4 separate regions of the Zea mays genome follow, and regions 1, 3 and 4 are each linked to region 2. The links are chromatin contacts, called in public Hi-C maps. All regions are on one chromosome and are shown on one strand. Each heading gives the region's core, a stretch centred on a gene start, on an enhancer-like site or on the middle of the called end of the contact. The rest is flanking DNA. Distances are from core to core; before and after follow the strand shown.

What was found. Hi-C and Micro-C count contacts between places; a contact is called where the count stands out from the background.
Region 1: a Hi-C map of leaf mesophyll shows a contact between it and region 2, with 1.9 times the contacts expected there. The contact joins the promoter of LOC100193444 here to the promoter of LOC100384030 in region 2. A contact is called at or near these places in 4 of 25 Hi-C or Micro-C datasets (bundle sheath, leaf and leaf mesophyll).
Region 3: a contact with region 2 is called in a Hi-C map of bundle sheath, with 2.5 times the contacts expected there. The contact joins the promoter of LOC100272367 here to the promoter of LOC100384030 in region 2. A contact is called at or near these places in 4 of 25 Hi-C or Micro-C datasets (bundle sheath, ear and leaf).
Region 4: a contact with region 2 is called in a Hi-C map of root tip, with 2.6 times the contacts expected there. The contact joins the promoter of LOC103649676 here to the promoter of LOC100384030 in region 2. A contact is called at or near these places in 5 of 25 Hi-C or Micro-C datasets (bundle sheath, leaf and root tip).

The regions. Positions count from the first base shown.
Region 1 is chr3:10,061,069-10,063,853 of Zm-B73-REFERENCE-NAM-5.0, forward strand. LOC100193444 reads left to right here and starts at 1,262. Exons shown (of 5, transcript NM_001138563.1): 1 at 1,262-1,565; 2 at 1,727-1,932; 3 at 2,069-2,183. The coding sequence starts at 1,306.
Region 2 is chr3:10,261,491-10,264,190 of Zm-B73-REFERENCE-NAM-5.0, forward strand. LOC100384030 (glossy13) reads left to right here and starts at 1,345. Exons shown (of 24, transcript NM_001321723.1): 1 at 1,345-1,706; 2 at 2,506-2,626. The coding sequence starts at 1,408.
Region 3 is chr3:10,122,614-10,125,313 of Zm-B73-REFERENCE-NAM-5.0, forward strand. LOC100272367 reads right to left here and starts at 1,325. Exons shown (of 5, transcript NM_001146849.1): 1 at 936-1,325; 2 at 732-845. The coding sequence starts at 1,102.
Region 4 is chr3:10,511,701-10,514,667 of Zm-B73-REFERENCE-NAM-5.0, forward strand. LOC103649676 reads right to left here and starts at 1,263. Exons shown (of 2, transcript XM_008675412.3): 1 at 1,029-1,263; 2 at 1-829. The coding sequence starts at 741. LOC107522107 reads right to left here. Exons shown (of 4, transcript NM_001322358.1): 4 at 2,740-2,967.

The DNA.
Region 1 (2,785 bases), core at 12-2,511, 200 kb before region 2:
TTTCCTTGTTTGTATTTAATTATATATAGATTAGTTTTGGATTGCAAAGTCTCGAGCCTCGCCTTCCTCGACGTCTCTATTACGTTTCGCACCTCGCTTTATCTCGTATTCACGTAACAGATCTTCGGTCACACTACTACACTAGTATGGTTAGACTGTCTGCACGGGTCGCTGCTATACTTTCCTCTCACCTTGCATGCCGTGTACAGAAGTCCCCCCACCCGTGCAACGGTTGCCTCTACGGAGCCCCTTATCGAGGGGAGCGCTTCTCTCTCCCTCCACTCCTGGCGGTTCACTGTTCATGCGCACTTACACTGTTTCGCACCGTGTTATGGGGCTGGAAACGAGCCGAGCCGAGCTCGGCTCGGCTCGGCTCGGTGCCTGAACGAGCTCGGCTCGGCTCGTCCATTCGACGAGCTAGTGAAAGAGGCTCGGCTCGGCTCGACCTTGGCTCGCGAGCCGGCTCGGCTCGCGAGCCATATTCTGATATTTATCGTTGCATTATTTGGTGAATTAACATTATATAAATTTGAAATATAGAATCATCATTTTAAATTATGAGTAAATTAAATTATAACTTGTAATATATTCATCATCAAAGACTAAAAAATGAGCTATTATCCATAAAACTATCTAATATTCATTATTATTCCATAAAATGATCATTTTTGTATTCATTATTATTCCATAAAATGATCATTTTTGTAAGACTCGCGAGCTGGAACGAGCCGACTCGGCTCGGCTCGCTGCAAAAACGAGCTCGAAGAAGGGGCTCGGCTCGGCTCGTTCGAGGCTCGCGAGCCGAGCCGAGTCGCTCCGAGCTCGAGCCGGCTCGCGAGCCTCGAGCTAATTTTCCAGCCCTACACAAGTTGTGGGCCCACGATAAATTATTAGTGGATAAAAAATTGATAGTGGATAAAAAGTAGGTATAGAAAATGATATTTTATGGTTGTAGTGGGATATAAGGGGGAGTATTTAGGGGGAACCGCTGCGGAAGATGAAAAAATAGGGGAGAAATAGAGGAAAAAAATGATATAGGAGAAAAATTTAGAGGTAACGGTTGCAGATAGCCTTAGCACACGAGGAGGACATGTGGAACCTTTTTTTAGACAGATTATTAGCGTTATATCCAGGGGCTCATAAGCAAAAACTATCGCGACCTGACGGGTGAGTGACCCGCGGCCCACTATAACCAAACCAACCTCCCCCTCCCCCTCCCCCCGACCTCTCTGCCTTTTCCTTTTCCTTCCCCCGCTTTCTCCTTCCTTCCTCCTCCTCCCGGCTCCCCTCACCCAGCCACCGGCCATGTCGGTGGAGACGGAGCGGAGCTCCACCGAGTCCTCCGGGGCTTCCGGGCTCGACTTCGAGGACACCGCGCTCACGCTCACCCTCCGCCTCCCGGGCTCCGCGCCTTCCGCCGCCGCCGCCGCCGCGGCTTCCCTGTCCCTCTCCTCCTCGTCGTCCTCCGCCTTCCCCGACCCCGACCGCAAGCGCGCCTCCTCCGACGCTGACCCCGGCCGCTCCTCCCCGCTCGCCGCGTCCTCCGACGCTGCACCGGCACCCAAGTACGCCGCCCGTTTTCTCCGACCAACACATGCCTTTTCCGTTTTTTATTTATTGTTACTCCCAGGAAACGCGAGGCGGGCGCTGGCGCTTGCTTTGGCGGGTGAATATGAGGTGGAGTGGAGTTTGATGTGCCTCCTCCTCATTTGTTTTGGTGGGGCAGGGCTCGTGTGGTGGGCTGGCCGCCGGTGAGGTCGTACCGCAAGAACGCGCTCGCCGACGCCGCGGGCTCCAGCAAGGCCGCCAAGTTCGTCAAGGTGGCCGTCGACGGCGCGCCCTACCTGCGGAAGGTGGACCTGCAGGCGTACGCCGGCTACGACCAGCTGCTCCGCGCGCTCCAGGACAAGTTCTTCTCCCACTTCACCATCAGTCAGTGCTACCGTCCCACCACCACCCCCTCGCTTCGTGCTTCCTCCTGGGTCTAATTTCCGCAGCGCTTTGCTCTGTTTGGTCGAGCGTTCCGGCTGACGGAGGGTTTTTTTTTTTGGTTTGGATGCGCGCGCAGGGAAGTTCGCCGACGACGAGAGGAAGCTGGTGGACGCGGTGAACGGGACGGAGTACGTACCCACGTACGAGGACAAGGATGGCGACTGGATGCTCGTCGGCGACGTCCCCTGGAAGTGAGCTCCTCTGCTTCTTCGTTCTGTTTTACTTTTACTACGAGTACGTGGTCTTATATATTCTTTACTTGATATAACTCGAATAGTTTCTCAGCGTATGATTATTGCTTAGGGTCGATCAGATTGGATGTGATAGCTTCCATTTAACACTTCGTCTACTGTCCTTTCGTATGACTATCTCTTAGGATCTTGCACTACTCCAATTGGATGTGGTAGCTTCGATTTAACAGTTTCTTTACAGTCCTTTGACTAAGTCTTTGCTTGTATTTAGCTTTTAGTAGTCGAATGGTTTGTTCGTAGGTATGAGACTAATGCTTGGGATCTTGCACTTCTCATCAAATTGGACGTTGTAGCTTTGATTTGAGAAGATCAACCAAGTCCCTTTGACGAAATACTTTTTGTGTGTGTGTGTTGAGTAGTGGGGGAGCGGTAGAATTAGATTGTGCCGAGTAGATTTGCAACAACATGGCTGTATTTTGGGATCGAAGGAAGCAGATCCTAGAAAGAGTTGTTTGGATAAATAGGGATAGCGATGAATTAGGGGTTTGAATGGATTGTCTTGGAAATTACTTCATCTTCACCATCGATATGATGTGAATAGA
Region 2 (2,700 bases), core at 95-2,594:
CTAAATTAAATTTATCTACTCGATCTATCTTTATTTTTTTGAAAAGATATATTAACATATACTCTCTCTCCGTCCCTGTGTGTGTATATATATTATATAGGATTTGCCGGAAAGATAGAATGTTACTTCTGCAATAGAGAGTATTAAAACTAGACGGTCTTCTCTTCTTTATCTCTTCTATTATATGAAACACCAGTTTCCACGGTTCAACGATTATCGTGTCCCCCACATTTAAACGATATATATAGTCGATAAAGTTTTGCATCTTTCGAACAACCTTAGGGTCTTTTTGGTTGGACTGTGTCTATGAAAAAAATTAATATGGGCTGTTAAAAAACTAAAAACAATTTGACGAAAACTATTAAAAGTCGCTATTTTTTAATATATATTTTCACAGTTTCATCTGAAAAGCTACTAAAAACAGGTATAGAGGTGCTTTCAATTTTGCACTGCAAGAAAAGTCGACTATTAGGAAAAGCTGTTTTTTGGATCGAACCCTTTAATTTAACTTTTGGCTTTTAAGGTGCAAAAGCTAGAGCCAAAAGTAAAACCAAAGAGACTCTAAGGCTATCTGTAGCAGTTTTCTCTAAATTTGTCCGTATATACCACATGCAGCCACATCATATAGATTCCACCCCTACGTTTTCCTTCCCGTATAGGTTTTTTTTTTAAATTCTCTTCCTACACTCCACTATAACCTAAAATATTATTTTTCATACCTATCTGTGATCCAACGTCATTTTTTTCTACAACTAACAATTAATACGTGCGTACCAACTTCGAGACAAAGAGGACCGACAAAATCACGCAACCCTTGAACTGTAGCAAGGAGGGGCGCTTGTAGCGCACAGCGCTGCGGAGGGGTGAGGGTCACTCTATACGTCTACAGGAGTAAGGGAGGGTGACACTCGCGGCGAGCGCTGCGGACAGCCTAACACACAATAATCACCATGGGTTGGTAAGCAGTATAGAGGAAGGAAATGAAAGATTATTGTTAAATGAGCCCACGAACAGGCCCAGAACAACCATGCCCGGAGAGTCTCACTTGAGTCTGAAGTCTGAACTGGAAAATGAAAAGCCGGTGCACGGCTTCCCCATTTCCTTCCCTCCCTTTCTTGTGAACCTGTCGCCGTCAGCTTCCAGGTCTCCGCTAAAAACCCCCGAGGATTAGAGGCGCAAAGCAGAGAGAGAAAGCCCGGGGGCGACTGATCGAAGGAGAAAGCGGCCTATGACCATAAATGCGAACGAGTCGGTGGATCCACCCCCTCCTTCCCCAGTCCGCCATTACCACCGCCTGCCAGTACGCCCTCCTTAAATGGCCGCACTGCCGCGCCACACACCGGGCGGAAAGGCGCGGGCAGCGGCAGCTAGGGTTTGGTGTGGCGGGGGAGACCGATCGGGGGCGAGATGTGGGCGGCGGAGGCGGCGTTCTCGCGCTCCGGGTCGTGGCGGGAGGCGGAGGACGAGCGGGAGGCGCTGCGGTGGGCCGCGCTGCAGCGGCTGCCCACCGTCACCCGCGCGCGACGGGGCCTGCTCAGGTCCCCGGCTCCCGACGGGGCCGCGGCCGTCGAGGGCGACGACGTGCTCTGCGAGGTCGACGTCGCCGGGCTCTCCTCCGGGGACCGCACCGCGCTCGTCGACCGCCTCGTCGCCGACTCTGGCGACTCCGAGCACTTCTTCCGACGCATACGCAGCCGCTTCGACGCGTGAGTAGTTACACTCCTGCATTTTAATTTGCTCCCTCGTCATCATGCTTTGCCCTGTGTCGTTGTCTCCCCGCCCCAGTTCAAAAATAATGTCTCGACCTCGTCGTCTCCCCCACACCACTCCGCCGCCTCCGCGCGCGCGGACGAGCTTGCGCGCTTCGTCCGTTGTTGTGCAGCCAGGGTGACCCACGCGGCGTTGCATGACATGTGGGCCCAAGCGGCTCATCCGCGGACCGCGGGGTTTGGAAAATTGGCAAGTGGCAACCGCTGCATGGCAGGTGCTAGTGCTACCGCGGAAAGGCTACGCGGTTAGGGAGGCTGACTAGTGGCGCCAGTAGGTGTTTGTACGGTTCCGTCCTTCTGGTTCAGTGTGTCGAGTCTAGTTTCCGGCTTTCCGCCGTCATCTCGTCGTACTCACACGTCCCAGTCGCCGCGGAGATTGGCGCCTCGAAGTTTTCTTCTCCAGATGGGCTATTCAGAAGCTTCCAGGCCTCCACGGCATGGCCCATGGACGTGCAGGCCATGATTGGGCCTCCGGGTGCGGATGCGAAAGCAGGAGCCAGAGCGCCAGCAGTAGCAGGCGGCGTGAAGAGCATCAGATCGCCTGTTGGCAGCAGCGCTAGTAGATTTTGCTCGTGCGTACTCGTACGACGAGCTACGTACGTGTCCGCTTCTGTCAAATAATTTGCTTCCTTCGGAAGCACATGCTAAAATTTGTATCGAGGCATCACAGAGCTATACTGATCTTGCTTTTGGGCTCTGAAACTCTGTTGATTTTCCCGTCTCCTCGCTCCTGCAGAGTGCAGATAGAGTTCCCCAAGATCGAAGTGAGGTATGAGGATGTGACAGTGGACGCTTACGTGCATGTTGGGAGCAGGGCTCTACCGACCATCCCGAACTTCATATGCAACATGACAGAGGTTGGCCCAAAGATCTTAACTGCAATTTTTTTCGTCAATATACGTTTTTCATCATATCGGTTGTTCTAAACTTG
Region 3 (2,700 bases), core at 75-2,574, 140 kb before region 2:
AAATAGAAACTGTCCATTGTTTATTATTTTCTGTATTCTAGCAACTCTATGAATAAAAGTGAGCATAATGTAACAACCAATGGCATAGCTACTGAGCTAGAGAAAGTAGGCATGCCGGCAAAAATATTAATTACATCAGTGTACAGAAAGGCATACAGAACATCTTTTATTAGACAGTGGACATGATGTGTCCTTAACAGAAGAAAGGCAATTGAATTCAAATTGAGGGGCCTCATCCTTCCACTTATGAAAAGTTAGCTCATCTAGTCATTTTATGGCTGCACAATGCCATATAAAGCCCTTGGTTTCTCCTCTGACACAAAACTATAGGATCACTACCGGAAATAATCGAACAAAACTCCCACCAGATACTCTGATCTCGTCGAAAATTTCTACTGAGATATAAACTCTATCCCAACAAATCAACTCATTATTCTACTAAATAACCAGAATTGAAGTCATCTGAAGTCTGTAGAGAGCTAATGATGTAAACAATAAAAAAATCTCTAGAGAGCTAACAATGTAGACAATAAGTATAAAAAATCAATAATTATCCGATCTGCAGAACCTCAACCTATAACATCATTCACCAACATACAAAATCAAGTAACTTCAGACATAGTTTTCATGTGTTGCATAGATTTACCCCACCATCATACCCCAAACTGAGAAAAGGTATTCCATATCACTCTTGGTTATAAATTGGTAACAGAGGCAGCGATCTCGCTCACCAGTTACGCTGCCCGCCCTCCTTGAACTCGGGATCGAGAGCACGCTTCCTCGCCTCGCCGACCCTCGTCACCCGCGACGACGTGAAGAAGAACACCAGTAGCAGCCCCGCGAACCTGCACGTCCCAGACTCGAGATCTCGTCACGATTTCATGGGCGAGCCCTTCCACCGGAAAGGGAGAACTGAAAAGAGGCGGCTCTCCAACCTGTACCCGGCGACGGTATGAGCCACCATGGCGGGGACTCCGACGAACACGGCGCTGGAGTCGACAGACTTGCGCCGGACAGCGCGCGCCGCGATGGCGGCTCCCGCCGCCACCGCCACTGCCGCACGGATCCAGATGCCGCTACCGCCGCCGCCGCCGTGATCCATTGTGGCGACCAGGTATCGGGATCTTTTTTGAGTTCCCCACGGATGTCCCGTCCTTCCGTCCTTCGTGCCGGCGCGGCTGCAAGCTGAGGGAGCGAGGTGATCTGTCCGCGGCGTGGAGCAGCAGGACAGGCAGTGGAGAGGGGCGTCGCGAGGACCGATGGCGGCGGGGCGAGGAAGAGTAGTTAGCGGGGAGCAGCTACCGGCGAGCGACCAGAACGGTGGAGGGGACGGAGGCGGCAAAATCTCCGTTCTGTAGCGCTCCTCTGGGTTCTCGCGTGCAGAACACGGAGTCCGAACAAATTCTGTGCAAGGATGTAATCTAGATTCTAGAATTCTACATCCAACATTGTCCGATTTTTTTTATTTTATATTCTACTCTTCCACGTCACTCTCTAAAAGATCAAACTACAAAAACGTGAGAAGGTAAAAATATAAAAACACAAAAACATAAAAAGGATAGAAATACAAGAACGACAACTGTCATTGAATCTACATTGATGTTTTGCATGATTTAATTAGGTGCTTGCACTGAATAAGTAATCGCACCCATTTTGCTTTTTATTAAGCGCATAGTATTGTCTTTCCTGTTAGTTTGGCTCGATGCCTGCCCTTCAAGGGTCTTGTATTCTGTTTATATAGATGTACAGGGTACATAGTATGGTAACCATACAAGAGAATCAAGAAAAGGATCAGAGGCGTAGCTCTTCAGGAGAAAGAAAATCAGAGACGCAGCTCTTCAGGAGAGAGGAAATCTGCCCTTCTATCTATAGAATATATGCTATCATTTAACATCCCCCTCAATCTGGACATGGTGAAGCAATGTTCAGATTGCGTCGACATATACTGAATGGTGTAATGGTCAGGGGTTTAGTCATAACGTCCGCCACCTGATCCTTGGACGAAATGATGCGAACCTCAAGTTGTTTAGTAGCCACTCGTTCTCGGACAAAATGGTAATCTACTTCAACATGCTTTGATCGTCGATGAAATATGGGATTAGCACAGAGGTATGTCGCACCAATGTTATCACACCATAAAGTCGGAGCACGAGGCTGTGGAAGACCAAGTTCCCGGAGAAGGACTTGTAACCATATTACTTCAGCAGTGGCATCAGCAATAGCTTTGTACTCAGCTTCTGTACTAGAACGAGATACTGTTGGTTGTTTCCTAGAACTCCAAGAGATGAGATTTTTGCCAAAAAATATGGCAAAACCATCGGTGCTTCGTCGATCATCAGGATTACCTGCCCAATCAGCATCAGAGAAGGCACTGAGCAATGTTGATGACGACTTTGTAATACACATACCCATTTCAATCGTAGCAGTCAAGTATCGCAGAATTCGCTTAACAGCCATCCAATGTTCGAGTGTCGGTGAGGACATGAATTGGCAAACTCTATTGACGCAGAAAGAGATGTCCGGTCTAGTGAGGGAAAGGTACTGGAGCGCACCAACTACACTCCTGTACCTGGTAGCATCCTCGGGAGATAAGGGTTGACCTCCCACGAGCTTCAACGGTTCCGTCGGAGACATAGGAGTAGAGGTACCCTTACAGTTTCTCATGCCAGTTCGGGTCAGGAGGTCCTTTATGTACTTGCG
Region 4 (2,967 bases), core at 13-2,512, 250 kb after region 2:
CGTCGTCAGCGTGAGCGTCGTCGGGTACCGGAGCACGAGCAGTAGGTTTCCGTCCTTGGTGACCGGCGGCTGGAAGCTGTCGCGGCCGGTGTCCTTGGCCCAGTCCCAGGGGTTGCCGCCGTCGCTGCCGCGCCTCGGCAGCAGGGCGTCGCCGACCATGCAGAGCACGCTCTCGCCGTCGCCGTTCTCGGTGTACACGCCCTCGAAGAGGATCTTAAGCTCGGTGCTCCCGGGCCACACCTTGAGCTCGGGCGACACGTACGTCCCCATCACGGGGCCCGTGCCGTTGCGGGAGACGGCGACGCCGAGCACGCCGCTGACGTTGAGGGCCGTTTTCCCCCGGAACCCCACGTCGACGTGCGTGAGCATGAACGAGGCCAGCCGCAGCGGGTCCGGCGCCTGATCGCCCGACACGTCGGTGCCGTCGAACGGCATCAGCGGCACGCCGTCGTCGTCCTGCTTCCAGTCCCCCTTGACGAAGCTGAGCTCCGGCATGAGGGCGTTGGCGCGGTTGGCGTCGAACGTGAGCTCGGTGGCGGCGGACAGCACCGACCGGCATTGCCGCTTGACGTCGGCGGAGCGGACGTACTCGTGCGGGATGAAGAGAGGCTGGCCGCCTCCCATCGGCACCATCTTTGGATCCATCCGTGGCCCAGTCTGGTGGAAGAGATCAAACGCGGAGGCGATGGCAAGGAACGGCAGCAAGAACGCGGCCACGAGCCGCAGGTTTGCCGACACCATTGCTGCGAGAGAGCAAGCTCTCAGCTTTTGATCGAGGTGGCGGTACTCTTTAGCTATCAGCTTGTCCGTGCTTCAGAGATTTGGTAGCCTGCATTTGGAGAGAAAAAACACGCGAGAACAACAGATTGAATTTATTTGCAAAATCTTCAGGGCTTTTTTTCACGAAATTCTTGCTACGGACCAAAGCGACAGTAAAACGAGCACACTTCTTGTCTGCTTCGACATCAAAATATGCGGAAAATTGCAAAGCTGCAGTGAAACAAGATGGAGTAAACTTCGTCGCTGACCTCAACATGGAAGTATCTTCGTTCAGTCCCCTTCCGCGTCCAAGCAGTGGCACAAGATCCTGTGCTCTGCTACAGTGCATTAGAGGTTCCTGAGCAGAATGTGTCAGGTCTAGAACAATTCTGGGCCAGATTGGATCACTCGGAACCCAATCTTTATAAATAAACCGCGCCTTGGATGCCTGCGCCGCATTGTTTATCCACCTGCTAACAATCCCTTGGGCCTCTCAGGATCGGCGCTTCTCGGAGGCTGCGCACATATAGAATTCGGTTTGACTTCCGCGCGAAGTGACCCAGAAGCAGAGAGCAAGCGTGCAGACTCCCACAAACGCCCCGGCCCAGAGCACAGGAAGCCGGAGAAGGCTGGACACTGGAAAGGGGCGGTTTGGGTATCGGCGTGCAACATTTGGGGGGCCACGGCCATCGACAACGAGCGACCGAGAGAGTTGACGAGGCTGCACAGGTGGCGCCCGCGGCCGCTGCGCCGGGCATCGCGGCAGTTGCGCGGCAGTCCATGCATGGCATGTCACGCCGGAGAGGACGGCGGCATGTGTCGTCCACGTGAACGAGGAGGAGTATACAGGTGTGTGCCCTTGGCACTTGAGGCTCATGTCCGGATATATATAACCCAGGCTTCGTAAACTGACAAGTGACAACGCTATTAGCCTATTACTACTGCTGAACGGCCCATGTTCTGACAGTTTCAATGGATTTGGTAGCCCATTGCCCCATTGTAACGACAGAGATAGATTGGTCCTTACTATGGGCCCAGGTTTAATGTGCAGCGCCATGTGGACCTAGGCAGGCTCGCCCTCTGCAATTGCGACTTGCAAGACGGAAATACGCGCCGTATACCCCCGGGACGTTTCCATTTTCTAAAAATTGGGGTTTTCTTCTTTTTATTTTCACTCTTCCAAGGTAAAAGTGAAAATCAAGAAACTTTACTCCTCAAAATGAAAACAAGAATACTTCCCCATCCAGAAAACGATACGGTTTCAGTTCTGATCCTATTCAAACTGTCCAAAATTTAACCAGATCTATTTTAGAAAAAAACATCAATGTTTATAATAATAAAATAGTTATGGACAAGAATATATTCCATGGTTAGTATGATAATACTTATTTGATGCCATATTTTTTTGTAAATTTTACCTAATTTAAATGGTTTGACTTGATATCATTATAGAATTGCGTTTTCTTTTAGGACTGAAGAGGAATATCCACCAGTGTCGTCACAAAAAAGCACATCATGCAAGCAATGAGGCAAGGCAGCTAAAATTGGCCAATCTCTGCATTATTCAGTTTAGGGGTCCTAAAAGTGCTTACTTTTATTATAGGATAAAAACATATAAGGGTATGTACAACCTAGAGACACTAGAATGGTTTTCTAAATTTAGGAGACAGCTAAGAGACTATATAATACAACCCAAAGATTATGTATCATAAATGTTGTATAGAAAGTTATGAAGAGAGAGACGTCTCTTGATTTTTTTTCACTTAACCCACAAGGACTAGTTTAAGAGCTAAAATACTGGATGGGATTGAGAGGTTAAAATCCTCTTCTCATTGATTTTAGTCCATTCAATCCCTCCGATTTTGTAGCTCGCAAACTTGCCCTAAACACTCATCAAAAGACGTCTTATTTAATAGGGTTGTACGTACCCTAACTATAAAATAATCACAAACTAAACTTGACTTCACATTTCCCAGTGAAATTATCTCTGGACCCAAGGCCGATCCAAGCAAGTTTACATAACTTATCCACCGCAAAAATATTTACTAGTACAGTACACTAGTCCAAAGCGAAAGCGAGAGAGAGAGAAAGGGGGAAAAGATAACCAGAGACCAATACGCCAAGCCCTAAAATAAAAGCGAAGGATAGGCCCTCGCTCTCGCTCACATGTATCACATCACGAATGAGACAATCTCGGACACTCTCACA